Linked DNA regions of Mus musculus: regions 1 and 3 are each linked to region 2. The links are chromatin contacts, called in public HiChIP or PLAC-seq maps. All regions are on one chromosome and are shown on one strand. The core of a region is the stretch at or near the end of the contact, and the rest is flanking DNA. Distances in the headings are between cores, read along the strand shown.

Evidence for each region. HiChIP or PLAC-seq counts read pairs in DNA pulled down with a chosen protein or histone mark.
Region 1: an H3K27ac HiChIP or PLAC-seq map of regulatory T cells shows a contact between it and region 2, with 3 times the contacts expected there. The contact joins two enhancer-like sites. A contact is called at or near these places in 3 of 39 promoter capture datasets (the C10 cell line, hippocampal neurons and liver) and 2 of 115 datasets of contacts at active chromatin or transcription factors (memory CD8 T cells and regulatory T cells).
Region 3: an H3K27ac HiChIP or PLAC-seq map of regulatory T cells shows a contact between it and region 2, with 4 times the contacts expected there. The contact joins two enhancer-like sites. A contact is called at or near these places in 7 of 39 promoter capture datasets (the C10 cell line, cranial neural crest, embryonic stem cells and 3 more), 1 of 15 datasets of contacts at CTCF or cohesin (large pre-B cells), 9 of 484 Hi-C or Micro-C datasets (3T3-L1-derived adipocytes, B cells, the C10 cell line and 5 more), 3 of 115 datasets of contacts at active chromatin or transcription factors (bone marrow-derived dendritic cells, embryonic stem cells and regulatory T cells) and 3 of 9 other capture datasets (adipose tissue, embryonic stem cells and liver).

The regions. Positions count from the first base shown.
Region 1 is chr11:54,566,838-54,570,995 of GRCm38.p6, forward strand. Rapgef6 (Rap guanine nucleotide exchange factor (GEF) 6) reads left to right here. Exons shown (of 29, transcript NM_001252494.1): 6 at 1,516-1,659. Among named protein-coding and RNA genes, the nearest start is that of Rapgef6, 46 kb to the left of the region's middle. Within about 2 kb of position 1,339, at least 26 of the 459 cell types and tissues checked have an H3K27ac peak or open chromatin away from gene starts, as enhancers often do. A contact at or near this core is called in memory CD8 T cells and regulatory T cells, where this site is marked.
Region 2 is chr11:54,725,143-54,729,752 of GRCm38.p6, forward strand. The region is part of intron 3 of Cdc42se2 (CDC42 small effector 2); the gene reads right to left. Among named protein-coding and RNA genes, the nearest start is that of Cdc42se2, 60 kb to the right of the region's middle. Within about 2 kb of position 2,414, at least 168 of the 459 cell types and tissues checked have an H3K27ac peak or open chromatin away from gene starts, as enhancers often do. A contact at or near this core is called in memory CD8 T cells and regulatory T cells, where this site is marked.
Region 3 is chr11:54,928,112-54,932,420 of GRCm38.p6, forward strand. It overlaps Tnip1 (TNFAIP3 interacting protein 1), which reads right to left. Exons shown (of 19, transcript NM_001199275.2): 8 at 2,654-2,748; 9 at 984-1,107. Among named protein-coding and RNA genes, the nearest start is that of Gpx3, 27 kb to the left of the region's middle. Within about 2 kb of position 2,405, at least 24 of the 459 cell types and tissues checked have an H3K27ac peak or open chromatin away from gene starts, as enhancers often do. A contact at or near this core is called in regulatory T cells, where this site is marked.

The sequences.
Region 1 (4,158 bases), core at 89-2,588, 160 kb before region 2:
GTCTACAAAGTGAGTTTCAGGACAGCCAAGGCTACACAGAGAAACCCTGTCTCAGGGAAGAAAAAAAAAAAGAAAAGGTGTTAGGAAAGGGACATGTACAAACAATATTGACCTCCTGAGAAATGGATCTGGTCTTTGGAAGATGAGCATGGAGCTGGAAATTGATTGTTGACTGAATTGCTTAATTCATTGCCTAAAGCATATTTTGTGATAGCAGAGAGATGTGATATTAGTAGGAAAAGTAGTTGTAGAGGAAAAAAAATAATTTCTATGTTAGGTTAGTTATAAAGTATAATTTAGAACTTAACAATATACGTTTGAACAAAGATTTAAGTTTAGAGAGCTGAAGAGAATGTTCTTAGAGAGGACTCAGGTTTGGTTCCCAGCACCCACATAGAGCTTCTCACAGCTCCAGGGAATCCCATGTCCTCTTCTGGTCTCCCTAGGTACCAGCACATGTGTAGTATTGACTCACTCAGACATATACACATATGGGCATATAAGTGAAAAATAAATCTTTTTTAAAATATTGTTTTTTAAAATAACTTTTTTTTATTTGTTTGTGGGGGTTGGTTTTTTTGTTTTGTTTTTTCGAGACAGGGTTTCTCTGTATAGCCCTGGCTGTCCTGGAACTCACTTTGTAGACCAGGCTGGCCTCGAACTCAGAAATCTGCCTGCTTCTGCCTCCCAAGTGCTGGGATTAAAGGCGTGCCACCACTGCCCGGCGATATTGTTAGTTTTTATAGTAGTGATATATACTCTGTAATTGGATAGCAGTCTTACGTCAAGATTACAGGTTTTGCAATTAGATAGTCCTGCCAGCTCACCTTTAGTAAGGGTCACTCTTGTGACCTGGAAAGATACTAGTCCTTGGGGGTTTCATTTTGTTTTTTTACCTAGAGATAATGTTGTAGATTTTTTAAAAATATATATATATATACATACACACACACACACACACACACACACACACACATATATATAATATGTCTATTTTAAGTGGGCTGTATAACAGCTTCTCTGTTGTTTTTAAAGTTGCCATCCTTACTGATGTTGTTATGCATTAAGGTGGACAAAAAAAGTTTCTATCAAATAATAGAGTAATTTTGTTTTGCTTTTCAGTAGTTCACTAAAATGATAGCCATGATTGTTTGGTAAGTAAAGTAAATGCATAATAAGGCAGTTTGTAATTAGACTAACATCCAAGTCATAATTATTGAATGTGTAGGTGTAGCTAACAGCCTTCATTTCTGGTAAGAGACTTTACTTAGACGGATATGTTTATGTGCTCAAGACAGACAGTTTCCTGGAAGGAAACTGTGGTCTCTAGTTCTTTATAAAAACATTGTCTTTAATCTCTTTCAACTCAGAACATTGCCTTGTACAGACTGTTTCTTCAGGCACATTCTTGGCAGGAATAAATGAAGCTTCCTTATGAGCCTTTTAAGACTTCATAGACTGTCTGAAAGATGGAAAAACTGGATATTTAATCAGGAATCTGAACATGTATTTCAGGTAGAGAATTCCAAAGATAATGAAGACAGTATTTTACAAAGAGAAATTCCTGCCAGACAGTCTCGACGAAGGTTTCGGAAAATTAACTATAAAGGAGAACGCCAAACCATAATAGATGGAGTGGATATTAATAACTACCTTTCGGTGAGTATATGTCAGACTTTTTTATGGATCCTTGATTTTCACATAAAATGTCTTTAATTTAAGTGGTTTTTGGTCTCTACATGTAAAAGTTATGGTAAAATAAACAGTTTTTAAAAACATTACTACTTGACTGTTGGATTAACTAGAAATTTTCTTATCTGTGGGAATTTTGCTTTAGCTTTAGTTTTACTTAGAGTAATTAACCAAAATAAGTATTTGTGGTAGCTTAGTACATAAATTTGTGAATTTTCTTGCCTTTGTAGTGACTGAATTAGGATGTAAATTAAATCTGAGAACTCAGGCAGTCGACTAATGGGAAAACTTAATATGATGGAAAAAATAACAAAAGAAAGAAAACCATGGCAGTTCTCCTTGGCCTGCAGGACTGTTAGTCACTCATAAAAACAGGCACTAGTGTAGAAATGTGTATTAAAGTAAAGAAGCAAATGAAACATTGAACTTTGTTAAAGCTAGAGAAAGGAAGCTGTTGCTTTAGAAGTCTTTTTTTTTTTTTTTTTAACTCTGTTGTTGCAGATAACATCTTTTTAGACTGAGAAATGAAATAATTTGAAGAATAGGCCCATGGGCATCCCTACAGCTGTCCTCCTTTGGTCTGAGTTTTAAGTGACAGTATTAGAGAGATGGGAGAGTTGGTTGCAGAAACTGACAAGAGTCTGTTGCTTTCGTTTTCAGGAAAGAAATGCTCTCATTATATGGCAGGGTAGAAGAGGATAGTCAGGAAATTGGCTTACTAAAATAAGAATAGGATTCAAGGCAGCTTTAAAGAGTCTGTCACATTTGCCTAATTTCATTAATAGAATGTGTTCTGTTTCTGAAAATAAACATACTGGTTCCAAAATTTGCAACTAATACTGGAGCCACACAGAGAAACAGTTTCTTTTTAAATACACAGTTTATTACTGGGCAGTAGTGGCCCACACCTTTAATTCCAGCACTCCGGAGACAAAGGCAGATGGATCTCTGTGAGTTTGAGGACAGCCAGGTATACACAGAGGAAACCCTGTCTTGAGAGCCCTTTACCTGGTATATCATCTCTGTGTGTGTGTGTGTGTGTGTGTGTGTGTGTGTGTGTGTGTGTGTGTACACGTACATACATATACATTATATGTATATGAATTTCCTGTTACTAATTAAACTGTCTTTTACCTTATTATATACAATGACTATTTTAAATTTTTTAAACGTGTTGTGATTTTTAAAAGCTTATATATAGTTTAAAATCTTTGCTGCTAGATTTTCTTTTACATTTTGAATGAGTGCATAGTGCTCTATTATAACAATATGCCACAATTAACTAATTTGGAACTCAGTATTTGTTCATGTGTACTTTTTATAGACTATATCAGTGTCCTGTCATCACTTGCATACAGTATACACTGATCAATCCAACCTTTTATATATCTCCGTCAATACTCTCCCTAATCTCTTGTTAATCACATTTTGCTTAGATTGACTGTCTGTCCATGTTTCTGCGTGGGTATGTGAAGGTACATTCACCTGTAGTGTGTGTGCCCTATAGAAGCTAGAATCCAAATTTAAGTATATCCCTCTGATGAGCTATACCTTAACTTTTGAGAAAGTCTTTCAGTGAACCTATAACTCACCATTTTGGTTAGATTGACTAGCCAACGAAACACTGAGATCCAAGTTTCTGTATATATGTATGTACCTGTACCATTATTACCTTTATAGTGATGGGGACTCTAACTCGGAACCTATGCATTCTTTGCCTGCTGAACCGTCAACACTGCCCCAAATTGGTTTTTTCTTGGCTTCGCCTTGAGAGAATGCATTGTCTTTCTATATCTGATTGTACAGTTAATGTAATTCAGATCCTTCCTTCATGCTTCATTTGACAGGATTCGTCTTTATGTCAGAATAATAACTGCATTTTGAACATATACTACATTTTGTCTTTGTCCATTCATTGGTGGGTTCATGCATCAACTCGAGTACACCAAGGATGGGAGTTGCTCTTTAGCATGTTTCATTTTCTTTTAGATAGGCTGTTACTTTATTGCCAGGGCTGCCTTTGAATTTGTGATACACACACAAGGGGAAGGAAGGGAGTAGAAGGGCAGAGGTATCACCACATCCAACTATGCTCAGCTTTTTATAGGTGTTTTTATACTGTCTTCCATAATAGTTCTTCTAATTACAACTCATCTATAGAGGGTGAGAGTGTCTTTTACCTGTACATCTTTGTCAGCATTTTGTGGTTTTGGTTTGTCTGTATTTTACAGTTGACTTATTGGTGGCTATGATGATATCATATTATAATTTTGATTTATTGAATAATTATGCTCTATGTCTTAAGATTATATTGATTGATCATTATATTGCTGCCTTTTGAGAAGTGTTCTGATCATTTGATCATTTTTCCCTCTATGGGATTATGTGGAGCTTCTCCTATTGTTTCTGAGTTTCTTGACTAATATAGATGTTAATCTTGTGTTAGGTGAATAGGTGGAATTTTTT
Region 2 (4,610 bases), core at 1,164-3,663:
CAACTTACCATCTTTTTATTTTTTATTGTTGCCAAATAAAACCCCAGAAGAGCTGGGAGGGTTTATTCCTGCTAACTCTGCATGGTAACACAGTGCCTCTTAACCATGTGTTCCTAGAGCTTCTGCACATGTGTTTTTGCTCGCTCTGTGTATGTGTATGTGTGTGTGTGTGAGAGAGAGAGAGGAAGAGAGAGAGAGAGAGAGAGAGAGAGAGAGAGAGAGAGAGAGAGAGAGAGAGAGAATATATCCCCACATAAAACAAACCTTCAAACTTAAAGTGCACCTCTGCACAGCAAGTGCTCAAGGCCACCTGACCTACAAGCTGCAATTCTAGATCAGAGTTTCTTTAGTAGCAGCAGCAACAAGAGTAATAATAATTATCACTATTATTAGGAGGCCTGCGCCTGAGCACACATGTGGAGGTCAGAGGATGATTCGTGGAATCTATTCTCTCCTTCCACCTGTCTATGGGTTCTGAGGACTGATACCAGGTCACTGGGCCAGCGTGGCACATACCTTTACACACCACACCATCTATCTCCCTGGCCCTTATGATGGTTTTACAAGAACTCACTCTTAGATGTTACTGACCTGCTAAGCCTCTGTGAGCACTTGCAATGCTAGCCTCTAACACGGTTGAGTCAACACTTTCACCTGTGGAGACAGGTCTCATTCTATAGGGCTGGCTGTACTGAAACTCCCTATGTATGTATGTATGTATGTATGTATGTATGTATGTATGTATGTATTAGCCTCAAACTCAAGAGATCCTCCTGCCTCAGCCTTCCAAATGCTGGGAATAAACGTATGAGCTATCTTACCCAGGTCATTTGTGCTTTATTTCTCTAAAGTTAATCTCCAGGCCTTTAGTAAGGGTGTCCTAGAGCCCCACTCATTTTTAATCAAGAAGGTCTCAGAAAGCCAAGAGAAGGTTCAGACCCTTCTAGCTTTGCTCACCCAGATTCAGGGTATGTTGCCCCCACTACACTCCTCTTACTTCCCCCCCCCCCCCCCCACTGTTCCTGTGTGGAGCAGTAAGTCATAATTCTGCAGAAGAGCCTTAAGAAGCAAAGCCAAAACGGATGTGGCAGTAGTCTCCTCTTCTTTTTGCTAAAAACCATTAGAGTGACCCTCGGAAGCCAGTCATCCTAGTTCACCCACCCGTATGTACTCCAAAGCATGATCAATTTCCAGTATCCCAAGTGAGACAGCTTAGTAGACCTTCTGGAGGGTAGAGACAGAGACTTCATCACAAGGAGAAAAGGACAGCAGCTGTACACCTGGGGCAAAGGATCTGCAGGACAGGGGCCATCTCCCAACGTCTCACAGGAACCTGACTTGCAAGAGCAACTGCCTCTGCTGTACACTCAGCCTGCTGGAGGGCCTCTCTAGGCAGACCTGGCATACTGGAGTCACACCTTCCAGGCATCCTGGTTTCTATAATCCTGGCCCTGAAGACTGAAGAGCCACCATGCCCCCTGTGGTGCTAGGAAGAAATCACACATGGCCCACACCCCTACACTAAGTGACTTACTTGAATTTCTGGGTGAGGCTCGGAGAACAGCTGCCACAGTAAGCTACTGAGGGAGAGTGTGCAAACACATTCCCAGGGACACGCTCACACATAAAGGCAAAGGTGGGAAGCCTCCAGCTCACTGTTTTCACAAAGACACATGTCCTTGTTAAGATAAGGTCTTAAGATGAGATGGTGGAGGAAGGAAGAGATGAAAACAGAAAGGAAGGGGGTGGGGATCAAGCACTTGAGCCCACACCAGTCAACACAGTGAGCACACCCATCCTCCTAAAAGTCCCTTCCCCATCCCTTCTCCACGTAGGCACTGATCTACTGCCCACATGTCTGTCAGCATTTTCCTGAAGCTCATTTAAATGGATCCTCCAGCATGTGCTTTCCTTCACTTGTGCAGTTATTCTGAGGGTGGTAACTGTTGCTACCTATACCAGGAGTCACTCCTTGTTAATCACAGAACTCTGAGACAGGTTAAACTATAGCGAACCAAAATCAATCTGAATTCCTTGCTATCATCTCTTCTCAGTCAGCTGAGTTTCCCTAAGGGACATAAACACACTTTGATAGCATGCAGAGCACATGTGGGCAAGGCTCACAAGGTGGCAAGACCTTCTGTGTCAACTCCCAATCACTAGATACTGACACTCCAACTATGATGTAGTGATGCAGAAATTCCATAGAAAGAAACGTTTGCCAAACCACCTCTCCTCTAGCACAACTGTTCACATTTGTGCCTCTAATCCCTGACCTTATACAGAATGAAAAGCATCTGAAGCATGACTAGGAGTATTTGCATGGCCGGCAGCTAATGAAGAGTCCTGTAAGAGTGAAGTGTTCCAGGAAACACAGTGACTCTACCCAAGTCCACACAGCAGGGCTGTGAGCGCCCTCTCAAGCTTCCTGTTTTGCTTTGCCGAGGCCCAACTGTGGAATTCCCCTGGCTGCTGACAACTGCATCTGTGTTTGTCTTGAAATTTTAATACCATGTACTTGAAAAAGTGTGCTGTTCAAAACAAAAAATCCACCTTATGCTTGAAAAATATGGTGTGCTTAGTGGTTGGTGGCTGACTGGGGGTAGTGGAATCATGCCAAGTACCCATGGCTGGCATGGAATTTGCAATCCTCCTGCCTCAGCCTCCTCAGTACACCTGCCTTTGTAGTTAGACATTTATACTTAGTCCTGGGTGCCGTGGGCTCCACCCTCCCTCACATCTCAAGAGCTGTAGAGCAGAGAAAATCTTCCCAGCTGTCAGGATGTCCCTGATCACTTTAATTGGATGCTTTCTGACTAACAGTGAACATGACGGACTCTCCTCTCCTAAATACTGAAAACATCCAATCTGTCCTTTCTCCTGTGAAGAAGAGAGCTATGGAGTCTTGTCATAAATATTTTATTTAGTTAACTATGCAAACCAGTTAGTAACTATACAAACCAGGCTGGCTTTGACCCTGGGCCCCTTCCAACTCCTATCTTACCTACTAGAAGCAGGAGAATGTTCTTACTTTGTGTTAGCATTACACGCTGTGAATGCATGTATGCACAAATGTGTGCACACGGTACGCAGAGGACAGAGGATGAGAGCCCTTGCAACTGAGGTCTCAGGTCATTGTGAACCACCTAGCTTGGGTAGAACTGAAATCAAGTCCTGTGGAAGAATGGCCAGTAAGTACTCTTAGCCAAATCAATGTGTTGTTAATTCTGGGTAATTAATCTCTAAAGTGTCCTTAGTTACAGAAAATGTGCATTTCATTCTAAACTTTTACATCAGACTGTTACTGGTTTAAAAGGAGCGAAATGCAAGTTTCTGAGGTACTTGTATATCAGTCATGTGAGAGACAGAACCCGACCACAATAACCTCAAGCAAAGGCCTGAGCCTCCATTCTTGCAGGTTCATAAAACCCAAGGGGGAAAAAAATAAGCCCATGCTATTGGTGTCAGAGAAGCAACTTCACTTTGGCCCTTTAAGAATTCATGACCAAGAAAGGCATTGACTTTCAGGCTACCACACAACAGGACCTGAAACTGCACACTGTATTTTCTAAATAAACAACAATCTCCCAGATGAGGTCAGATGACTTACAACAATAGGGTCTTTTAGGCAATGTTTTAGAACTCATAAAAGCTGCCAGTTAATGGGAACTTTTCATACGGCCTGCAGACAGGACTGGGTAATCCAGTGTGAGGCACTGGGTAGGTACAGGAAAATAAAGCTAGAGCTTTTTAAGTTATTTGAAACAGCAGTTGTTTTTCTTCTTAATTCATCAAAAGGCGTTTCTGACTTTCTTCCCAGGGTTTTGTTTGTGGCAATGGACAGTACGGTGAAGGAGCGCACAGCTGTAATAGCACTGTTTGCCTGGGAGCTGAAGCAGGAAGGTTCCAGGACAGTCTAAGCTCCACCCTTCCTCAAAGGTAACCCTGTTTCTGAGCTGGGCACTCGAGTCTACAGCATGAAACACATCTATCTGGGACTAAAAAGTCTCTGAGACATGGGAGGAAAACACAATAAATACTACTTTTATTTTTCATTATTCTTAAAGATTTTAGTCCTTCAAATACTTGATATACAGGGTGCTATGAGGCTATAAGGTGTGTTGTTTCTACAAAAGTTATTAAAAACAATAAACAGAAAATATTGAGTTATATTAGTACTTAACCTAAATCTACCAATGAAAGATGCATAGCAGAGCTTCCTAGGATGCATTCCTCCTGCAGACATGTGCCTTTCAAAATGCCAGAATGCCTAAGTGTGGTGGTTTGGATAAGAATGGCACCAAGAGACTCACGTGTGAACACTTCGTCATCAGGGTGTGGCAGTACTTGAGAAGGATTAGGAAGTGTGATCTTGTTAGGTCTTGTTGGAGGAAGTGTGCCATGGGGGAGCCACTGAGATTCTGAGATTTCGAAAGCCCATGCTAAACCCAGTTCTCCTGTCCCCTCACCCCTCATCTCTCTCTGATTTTTCCTTTGCCTACAGATCAGGATGTGACCCTCAGCTACTGCTCCACTGTCATGCTCCCTGCCATGATGAGAATGGATTAAGTCTGAGAGGGTAAGCCAACCCCAGCTAAACGCTGTTCTTT
Region 3 (4,309 bases), core at 1,155-3,654, 200 kb after region 2:
GATCTCTGTGAGCTGACGGCCAGCCTGATCTACCCAGTGTGTTTCAGACCAACCATGGCTACAACAGTGAGCAACAATGCCAGCGAGAGGCAGAGCGAGAAGGCTTTGCTCTTCAGCCGGCCACCCCCACATCTGCTTGAGAGGTGACAGAAGAATCTTAATTGTATGATGGCACATGACCTCTCCAAGTCTCCTGCTGGCCCCGCACATGGAAGAGACATCCCTTCAGGCAAAAGAGCCCAAGTGAGCTCATGGCTTTGCAGGTAAATTACATCACTGCCCCGGGGTGGGGAGTGAGTGACCAAGGTCATTACTATATTACATAGAAAGCTGGCATTAGGGCTTATGTTGCAACTGACTGCAACTCACTTGAGGAGGTAAACAACTGGGTTACAGGAGCCTGAGGGATGGTGAGAGTGGAGCAAGGCACACTTGGCCTTCACTGTGTGGCAGGGCTGGGCCTGGAGGTGTGGGGGTGTGGGCCAGAGCTGAGGCATCCCCAGACCAGTCTTCCTCTCCATGCAGAGCTCTAAGTTGCGATCTCACAAGCTTAATACAATCCCCTTAGGAGCCCTGACACTTTAGAGACTAACCTGACTTTTGGGAAGGAGACTTTGACAAGACAAAATGCATCAAGGTATTGGTACCCAGAATGAGCAAAACACTGAAACCCAACTCCCATGAGCAGCCGCTGGACAATCCAAGTCAGCAAGCGGGAGAAGCAAGCAGCCAGGGTGGGCGGCAGAGCCATGTAATTTGACTGCCAATAGCTCTGAGCACGTGTCTCAGAGAACGGGATACTCCACGTGGGGTGAAGACAGAACAAAAAGCCAAGGACTGGTCATACCACGGAGGCAGGTGCTGCACCAGGAAACAGAGTCTACCAGGCAGAACCTTCTGCCACTGGAATGTGTGTAGGAGGAGATGTGCTCCCTCAGCGAGGGGCAGAGCAGATCCTGGGTTTGAGAGCTTGGGATACACACCTGCTGCTGTCCAGCCACGCCCTTCTTGCCAGCACCCTCTGGCTTTGGGGAGCTGGGCTGCCCACAGAGTCCCTCTTTGCAGCTGCTGTTCATCAACAGTTTCTTGAGCTCCGTGTTTTCCTCCCTAGATAAGAGACAAGTGGAGATGTCACAATGTCAGCCCTGGGTTAAGACACTTGCAAAGCCAAGGATCTGCTGTCAAAGGCACTGCTGCGGTGCGACCAGACCAAAAGGGCATCTGTAAGCCACCCAGAAGGTGTGCAGGCTGCATGAGAATCCTTAACAGCAGAATTTCCCCCATCTGTAGGTTGTCTCCACACCTGGCACCTTCCAGTTCTATGATCTTGTTCTCTAAGAAAGCTCCGCCCCTCCCTCCAGTTATAGTCAAGTGTCCTGGTTCAGCTGACGCAGGCAGAGCCTGGGCGGTGCAGTAGGTCATGCTCACTCACCGGCACCTGGCACCCCCCCTCTTTAACATGGAAAGAGCAAGCTTCTGGCTCAGAGCTAGGGTTGATAGAGCCATCTTCACACCCACCAGGGACTCAATCCCACTGGATCTGCTCTCATGGTTCTCTAGTGTTGAGTACAGGCCCTGCTCTGGGTGAGACCTTCTTTACAGTTTACAGCAGGAAAGGCTACCAGCAAAGTTGAGTGTGGGCACGCACACCTATGACTCCAACGTTCATTTGGGAGGCAGAAGCTGGACTATGGAGTCTGAGGCGGCCTGAGCTACGCAGTGAGTTCCCTGGGCTATGGAATGAGACCATTCCAAACGAAACAAGCAGAAATAATAAGTGAAAGTGAAACCCTAAGTTCATGAGGTAGGCAGTGCTGGGTACTCAGGATGTTTGCAGTGTGGACACAGCCCTTCAGCTTCCATTTAATTACAGAGTCAAATGGCTTTTCTCAGGCCACTCAGCAAGGACTCAGATTCCTTTCCTTCGGCCTGGGTATCCACCCCCCCGCCCCACAGAGTTTCTCTGTGTAGCCCTGGCTGTCCTGGAACTCACTCTGTAGACCAGGCTGGCCTCAAACTCAGAAATCCGCCTACCCCCGCCTCCCAAGTGCTGGGATTAAAGGCGTGCGCCACCACGCCAGTGTAGTGAGACTCTTAGGAAGTCCCTGCCTCTCTCAGGGACCATCTCCCTTCACGTAATTTGAGTTAGTCTGCATGATCTGATGGCAAAGGCCCTTTGAGATCCAGCACTCACACACTCCTGTTTCCCTAGAGACAAGAGGCATTGATCCTTGGTGACAAGTAGACCCTACGGCTCACCTAAGACACCCAAACTCAGTCTTGCCAAGGACAGAGAGGCTGGGGTAAACCTGTAATGTCTTCCCACAGGTCTCAGTCCAGAGAGGGACTTCCAAAGATCCCAGGAAGAGCGAGCAGGGAATGATGGTGACCACCAGGGGGCAGGAGAATCCTGAGCCAGCTCCTACACAAATGTCAGCAGTTGTCTCCAGGGGAAGGCAGCTTTCAATGCTGTCTACACCCCCACCCTCAAGATAAACACGGTGCAAGGGAGAAAATACCAGAAGCCAAGGAGAAGAGCCATGAGATCTGCTGTCAGAACAGAGCTCTCAGATGTGGCTTCATCCCAGGAACCAGTGTGTTACATTATTCTCCTGCCCTATCCCTCTGCCAGTCTCCAGTGGCCTGGACTTACCGCAGCCTCTCAGCAGCCAGATCCCGCTGTTCCAGGCCCTTGTCCAGCTTGGCCTTCAGGGCTTCATTCTCCTGGCGCAGCTGCTCACATAAGGTCTGTGGGGTAGATGAGCAGACAGTGGTAAGGATTAGAAGGGGTACATCCCAAGGCATGCTGACAAGGGGGCTCGAGCTACAGCCACTAGGTCCATCCCCCAGGCTTTTCTTCCATGGGAACCAGTGGTAAGGATGCCTGATGGAGACTCAGAGCTGGGTCCTGGTCCTCTCAATGACAATCCCCTCCTCTTCCCTTAACAGTCATCCCTGCCTAGACTCTTCCTCCTTGGCAGCCCTCCGAGGCTCACATCTCATCTCTTTCCCTAACCAAGGTAGATGTCCTACATTCACTGCTACATAGAGTATGAGGAGAATTGTGTCATGTCACACAGGGAGATTCCAAAACTGCTGGCTTCCTTTCTGACTAGCTTGGGTGGATGGAAGGACAGCCTTGCATTGGAGTTGTTGAACTCTGGGTTGAAGGCTGAGAAAGTCGAAAAATTGTTATTGTTTTTCAATGCCCAGTGGATGGCCCTGTGCCACATTTGATCTCAAAAAAAATATTTAATTTTTTTTCTTTTTTAGGTGAGGTCTTACCCTGTACCCCAGTTGGGCCTGAAACTTCCTATATCCCTCGGCACTGAATGCCCAGCAACCCTCTTGCCTCGGCCTCCTAAGTGCTGGGACTACAGGTATGAGTCTGCAATGTTTGTTGGGTGAATCAAGAAACATATCAGAGATGCAATGAGGAGGAATGGGATCCAGCTTCCTCTACCCAGAGGCTGAGAAACAGAGAGCGGCTGTGGCCCTGGGCAGGGACACCAGGGAACAGACTGTCCTGCTCCTGCCCTAAGGGAAGGCCACAGTGACAGTTCACTTGTTAAGACTATTCTTGGGACCTCTAGGTAAACGCCCTGGGTACAAACCAGATGCTGGACAAGCTCAGCAGCAGCCAAAGATCACCACCTACTCTATCAGAGAGTCTAAGAGCACACCTGTGAGCCCACTGGAAACATTGGTTTGTTTTTATTTTATGTATAATGTTTTTCCTGCACCATGCGTGCAGTGTCCACAGAGGCCAGAAGAGGGCATCAGATCCCCTGGAACTGTAGTTAGAGAAGGTTGTGAGATGGATGCTGTGTGGGCATTAGGCACCAAACCCCCACCCTCTGCAAAAGCAGCCAGTCATCTCTCCAACTTTGTCTTTCTGTTGTTATTGTTTTACTTTGTTTTCAAGACAGGGCTCCTCTGTGCATCTCTGGCTGTCCTGGAACTCACTTCATAGACCAGGCTGGCCTCCAGATCTATCAGCCTCTATCTCCTAAATACTGGGACCACAGGCATGAGTCCACTGTCTGGCTTCGTGTTGGTCTTTGAGATGGAGTCTAGCTACACAGTCCAAGGTGGCCTTGAACTTGAAATCCCCTAGAGCAGGCATTATGGGTAGAGCCTCCACTCCTGGCATGCTCACTCATTCTCTCACCAACTATGTATGAAGTGCCAGGCACTGGAGCAAAATGGTGGGTACGGTTTCCCTGTGAAGACAGCACTTAGTAGCAAGACAAACTAAGCAAACAAACTACCACTACCCAATAAAACAGAATTGTCGTGAACTGTTAAG